2 separate regions of the Sus scrofa genome follow, and region 2 is linked to region 1. A link is a contact called in public HiChIP or PLAC-seq data. All regions are on one chromosome and are shown on one strand. Each heading gives the region's core, a stretch centred on a gene start, on an enhancer-like site or on the middle of the called end of the contact. The rest is flanking DNA. Distances are from core to core; before and after follow the strand shown. Region 1 overlaps JAZF1 (JAZF zinc finger 1). Region 2 has its middle 34 kb from the start of HIBADH.

What was found. HiChIP or PLAC-seq counts read pairs in DNA pulled down with a chosen protein or histone mark.
Region 2: a contact with region 1 is called in an H3K27ac HiChIP or PLAC-seq map of skeletal muscle, with 8 times the contacts expected there. The contact joins two enhancer-like sites. A contact is called at or near these places in 17 of 47 Hi-C or Micro-C datasets (embryonic fibroblasts, epiblast stem cells, fetal heart ventricle and 9 more) and 1 of 2 datasets of contacts at active chromatin or transcription factors (skeletal muscle).

Annotation. Positions count from the first base shown.
Region 1 is chr18:44,748,653-44,751,898 of Sscrofa11.1, forward strand. The region is part of intron 2 of JAZF1 (JAZF zinc finger 1); the gene reads left to right. Among named protein-coding and RNA genes, the nearest start is that of TAX1BP1, 160 kb to the right of the region's middle. Within about 2 kb of position 1,624, at least 1 of the 83 cell types and tissues checked has an H3K27ac peak or open chromatin away from gene starts, as enhancers often do. A contact at or near this core is called in skeletal muscle, where this site is marked.
Region 2 is chr18:44,950,260-44,953,383 of Sscrofa11.1, forward strand. No RefSeq gene overlaps it. Among named protein-coding and RNA genes, the nearest start is that of HIBADH, 34 kb to the right of the region's middle. Within about 2 kb of position 1,697, at least 36 of the 83 cell types and tissues checked have an H3K27ac peak or open chromatin away from gene starts, as enhancers often do. A contact at or near this core is called in skeletal muscle, where this site is marked.

The DNA of each region.
Region 1 (3,246 bases), core at 374-2,873:
GCTTTCTATCCATGTCTATGAGCCTGTTTGTTTTGTAAATAAGTTCATTTGTATCATTTATTTAGATTCCACCAATAAGGGAAATCACGTGATACTCGTTTTTGTCTGATTTACTTAACATGATCATCTCCAGGTCCGTGTCTACACTTAAGCATCTTCCTTTTCAATGATCAGTGTCACTTCCCACTTGTGAGCTCACCAGATTTTAAATCCCAGTAGCTGATTTCTGCCCTTAAATTATCACCACTGTTTTCTCTTCCATTTCTTAGTTCATTTGGGGAAGAGGTGGTGAACAGGCCCATATATACTGTCAAATTATTCAGAGAAAATGGAAATTTCCATAGGTAGAAAAAGTGTGCAACCATGTAATGAAGCAACCATGTGGCTGCTTGCCACTCTGCTCTTAAATTTCCAGTGTGACTCCAGTGTGAGCAGGCAAAGCGTCCTCAATTACCGCCTGATTGTGTGCAAACAGGAAAAGTTCAAATATTATAAACCATTGACAGCTCCATTCTTCAGCTAGATTCTGTTTATGAGCTGCTGATTTTCCACCTTTGCTCAAGAGGATATGCAGATGTCTCTGCTCTCAAAGTCGCCAGTCTAATCCATGAGGTGATATGAATATTTATGAGTAATTATAAAATAGCCAAGTACTGAACCTTGCAATTTTCTTATAGTTGGAATTGGCATCCACACGAGATAAATGTCGGCTGGAGTGATGATGAAAATGTAACTTGAGCTAAGCCTTAAAGGATCATTAGGGCTTTTTAAGAAGGGGTGCTTAAGCTAAAAATAATAAGTTAGTGGCAATATAAAATTTTTATATACTTTAATCAGGATGGGCTTCACTATACTGCTTTAACAAATACTCCCCAAATGTCAGTGACTTAACACAAGTTTGGTTTTTGCTTGTACATGTGCCGTGTAGCTCAGTAAGAAAGCTCTGCTTATTTTAGTCAACCAGGAACCTAGTCTGATTTATTTTGACCCTCATTCTGTAATCACTGTAGCAAGAGGAAGCATCACCGTGAATGTCATTTCCATATATTTTCACAGGCCAGATCAAGTCTTCTGGCTGTGCCCTATCATGTGCCCAGAAATGGGAGGGCCAGAGATACTTAGGGAACAGCATCAGTGACTGCCACACTTTTCTGTATAATCCTTAGAAAGACTATAACATTTGGCATATCCCGTAAGTAAAACTCTCTCTTATGCAAGCTGTTCACACCTTGATAATCTCCAGTTTACTTCCTAAGAATTTTTTAATAGTTTGCTTGGTTTCAGCTTCCGTCTAGGAAACTGGGGATACAAGTTGCTAGTCTTATTCAAGCTCCCCACTTGCAAGTACCCTGGCAAGTGTTCTAACAGAGATCTTACGTTCTGTAGAGAGCATGCGTAGCTGCCGTTGCTGGTTTCTACCCAACACTGTCCCTCCCCTTGTCATTCGCTGGAGGAGCTCTAAATCTATTCAGGTGGTAAATCTTCTTCTAAGCTCAGACGTTCTCAAACCAACAGCCTTAGTGCCACCTGGGAACTTATGAGCAGTGCAGATTCTTAGGTGCCACCCCAGGCCTGAATCAGAAACTTTGGTCCTAGCTCATGATGGCAGTTTATTCTCCTTGCCACTGCTTGACAGAAAGTTAATATCGTGATGCAGGTCTAACCAGTGAAACATGAGAGGACGCATGCTAGACTGGAGGGTGGGAAAAGGTCATCTTTTTAAAAGACGGTGTCTTGAAGTAAGTCCAAGAAAGACAAATACTGTATATCATTTACATGCGGAATGTAAAAAAATACAACAGGAAGCCCACCTTGTGGCGCCGTGGAAATGAATCCAGCTAGTATCCATGAGGATGCGGGTTCGATCCCTGGCCACACTCAGTGGGTTGGGGATCCAGCATTGCCATGAACCGTGGTGTAGGTCGCAGACGCAGTTCGGATCCCGTGTTGCTGTGGCGGTGCTGGCCGGCAGCTGTAACTCTGATTCAACCCCATGGAACTTCCGTAGGCCATGGGTGCAGCCCTAAAAAGCTAAATAAATAAAACTAGTGAATCAAACACAAAAGCAGCAGACTCACAGACTTAGAGAACAAACTAGCAGTTACCAATAAGGAGAGGAACGAGGAGGCGGGCAGGATAAGCTTAGGGGGGAAAAGAGGGTTTTTATGAGATTATATGAAATCACGTGTGTGAAGCTAATAACAGGCACTCACGGACATGGAGAACAGGCTTGTGGTTGCCAGGGGGGAGGGGAGAGGCTGTGGGATGGACGGGGAGTTTGGGGTTGGTAGATGCAAACTATTACACTCAGAATGGATAAACCACAAAGTCCTACTGAACAGCACAGAGAACAATATCCAGTCTCTTGGGATAGAACACGATGAAAGATGATATAGGAAAGGGAATGTATATATATATATATGTATGACTGGGTCACTTTGCTGAATAGCAGAAATTGGCACAACATTGTAAATCAGCTATAATGTTTTTATTTTGTTATTTTTGTTATTTTTTTGTTTTTTAGGGCTGCACCCGAGGCATATGGAAGTTCCCAGGCTAGGGTTCTAAACAGAGCTGCAGCTGCCAGCTTATACCACAACCATAGCAATGCTAGATCCAAGCTGTGTCTTCGACCTACACCACAACTCACAGCAATGCCGGATCCTTAACCCACTGAGCGAGGTCAGGGATCGAACTCACAACCTCGTGGTTCCTAGTTGGATTCATTTCTCCTGCGCCACAATGGGAACTCCAGCTATATTTTTTTAAAAAAAGGTTATTATAAAAGAATAAAATAGAAGGAAGCTGAGTCCTGGGTGCTACAGAATTTAACCACCTGGAACCACCCTTTAGGCAACATTTTTTTATAGGCGATAAATTCCATATTATAGTAAAGTTTCTTGCAGCAAAAAGCATCCCGGCTGTGGAACGAAAGGTCCACTGTCTTTCCCAGCAGTCTTCCCCTGCTTTGCTGCAGCTCTCAGGAGACCCCTTTGTGGGGATCACTTTGGAAGACCTGAATCACTACCCTGGCTGGATCTAGTCTAAGAGCCCCTTTGGCTGTTTAGTCAGTCCTGTTAGTGCATAAATTCTCCAGCTTATACAATTCATATAGCAAAGTTGTCCTCTTTTGTTCTAAGCAGTCATTTCAGCCTTAAGAGCTCCAGTTTCCAAAAACAATGCATATCTAACAAGCTCAGAGTTGCTGTCCTGGGCCCCACTGTCTCAATTCCGGAGCATCAGATG
Region 2 (3,124 bases), core at 447-2,946, 200 kb after region 1:
AGTTGAGCCTAAGCCTAACTGATATAAAATTATAGATTGCTTGGGGTTAACTCAAATTTTCCAAGCTCACTGAAGAGATTCAGGTACTGTCAATAGTTATTCTCCATATGAAAAATAAGGAGAGACTCTAAGGCAAGGTGATTTAGTTAAGATTTTATATTTAAGCTCCAAATTAATTCACTGATGGCCTAGGATACAAGCACATGACTCTGAAGTCAATCCCCAAACACATTTAATATCCTTTCCACATTTTATTCTTCTGCCTAAACAAATAACTGTAATGCTTGTGAGAAACAGTAGGCCTTTTGCCAATTTTTCTAGCTGAGAACAGATGCAAAGGATTCCTTTTGCTCATGGTCTTGAGATAAACCCAAAACCAGGGTTTTGGTTTTTGGTTTTTGTTTCTTCTTTTTTAGGGCAGCAGGTGCGGCATATGGAAGTTCCCAGGCTGGTGGTTGAATCAGAGCTACAGCTGCCGGCCTGCGCCAGAGCCACAGCAACTCCAGATCTGAGCCACGTCTGTGACCTGCACCACAGCTCATGGCAATGCCAGATCCTTAACTCACTGGGCAAGGGCAGGGATGGAACCCGCAACCTCATGGTTTCTAGTCGGATTCGTTAACCATTAAGCCACCATGGGAACCCCTGATTCACAATTTTTAAAAATTAGACTCCATTTATAAGCATAAAATATTGCCTATATTCCCTGTACTGGACAATATATCCTTGTAGGTTATTTTATTTTAATTTTATTTTCTTTTATTCTTTTTCTGGCTACCATATGGAGGTCCTGGGCCAGAGATCAGACTCAAGCTGCGGTTGCAACCTACGCTGCAGCTGGGGCAACGCTGGATCCTTTAACCCACTGTGCTGGGCTGGGGATTGAACCGACATCCTGGGGGATCACCGAGACACCACTGATCCCGTTTCGCTACAGCAGGAACTTCTTCCTTCTCATTTTTTAAAGTTTTATTAAAACTATAGTTGCTTTACAATGTCATGGTAATTTCTATCTTCCACAATTTCTGGATCTTTACCCTCATTCTCACAAGATGCTCTCCTGGGCTCCAAGCACCACCCTTCACATTGAAAACAAAAAGGCTGGGAGTTCCCGTCGTGGCGCAGTGGTTAACGAATCCGACTAGGAACCATGAGGTTGTGGGTTCGGTCCCTGCCCTTGCTCAGTGGGTTAACGATCCGGCGTTGCCGTGAGCTGTGGTGTAGGTTGCAGACGCGGCTCGGATCCTGTGTGGCTGTGGCTCTGGTGTAGGCCGGTGGCTACAGCTCCGATTCGACCTCTAGCCTGGGAACCTCCATATGCCGCGGGAGCGGCCCAAAGAAATAGCAAAAAGACAAAAAAAAAAAAAAAAAAAAAAGAAAAAGAAAACAAAAAGGCTGGGGGTGGGAGGTGGGGAGACCCTTTTTTTTTCTTTTCTTCTTTCCCAGAAATTCCCAGCAGACTTCCCTTTATGTCACAGGCCAGAATTGAGGGCACGAGAGAAGCTGAGAATGCAAGTGCTTGGCATTTTCTGCCTCTGCTGTGGGAGACTGTGCTGCCAGCAAGGAAGACAGAGCAGAGGAGGTCTGACCTTGGGAAGGCAGCCAACAGTGTCTGCCACAGGGGCTTGGTAGCTATGGTCACTGCATGGGCCTTGCCAGTTTCCAGTGGCCAATGAGCTGAAACACAGCCTGTGCAGTGTCACAGGCAGCGGGAGCAAGAGGAGAGGGGAAACCGCACGGCTGGTATAGAAAGGCAGTCTGATGACGTGGCAGCCTGCAGAAGTCAGAACACTTGTCTTGCTCCCTAATCCACAAAGCCGCTCAAGCCAGCAGGAGAAAACAGCCAGGGTAATCGACAGAGTACTGAATACGACATAATGAATGTTGCCCATGAAATCCTTGCTGGATTATTTCCCCACTCTGAAGCCTCAGGCAGGTTGAAACTGATCTTTCTGATGGGATTTCCTCTTGGAACGATTTGCCAGGAAGTTTACTCCGTATTTGTTTGTTCATATTTTTATTCATGAGTGCTCCTGCAGCGCAGGAGGATTAAGATCAGAGTAGGTATTTAGGAACTCAGTGAGCAAATCCAGAAGCCAATGGACAGAGCATGGTTTGCTCTGTTATCAAAGATATTACGATCTTTCATTTGCATGTATTAATGAGGACACGTTCCCCTACAGAAGCCAAGGAAGAATGCCATCTTCCCAGCAGCCTCAAAAGAGCTATTCTCCGTATTTCCATTAAAATAAAGCGGTTAATGCATAGCAAAGCCAGAGGGGGATTGACGGGTCATTGTATATTGTAAATTGTAGACAAACATCTTTTGTTGCTGCGGTTCATAAAAACATGATAATAAACATCCTAATCAAATTTAAAAGGCAAGCATTTGAATATTTTTAATTAAAAGGACTAGGGCAGAGTGCTACATTTAGCTGAATCTAGAGTTCCCACTTCAGGCTTGAATCCTAAATGTGGGCATTATTGCTTTTTACAATACACCATTGATAGAACACCAACTTTAAAGCCAATTAAAGGTTGGCAATCTTCCTACCATTGGCAAAGTAACACTTGTTAACAGTTTCCCCTTGTGACACGTTTCAGCATAATCACTGATTTCTGGAAACCTTATTTAGCACTTACGGATATTTTGAAATCTCTAATGAATTTCTTTTTATAGACATTTTTACATTTTACTCTAATTTTTTAAAGGTGTTCAGGTAGTTTAATTTTTTTTTTCAGGTAGTTTAATTTTATACACTCAGATGGTGCATGTACCGAGATATTTATGTGGGAAGGACAAAATGTTAGTGTGTAGAACTAAGCACTATTTTCTGTAAATAACGGTTTGTTCATAATACTCAGATTTTAATGGTTCCATTTCTGAAATCGAATTGTATCCAAATTCATTCAGAAAAACTTCACCTTAGAACCTGAACAAGCAGATATTTTTCTATTTAATAAGTTACAAGTTCTTGTCATTTAAGATTTGGCTAAAAAAAAAAATAGAATAAGTAAATTCTTCCACAGTTATTTACTACAAATAAAAGTGTTTTGGAGGCTAGTAAAATCTTTTTTTCATTTCATATGGAAATAATTTGATAAGCTTGGCAAGGATGTGACA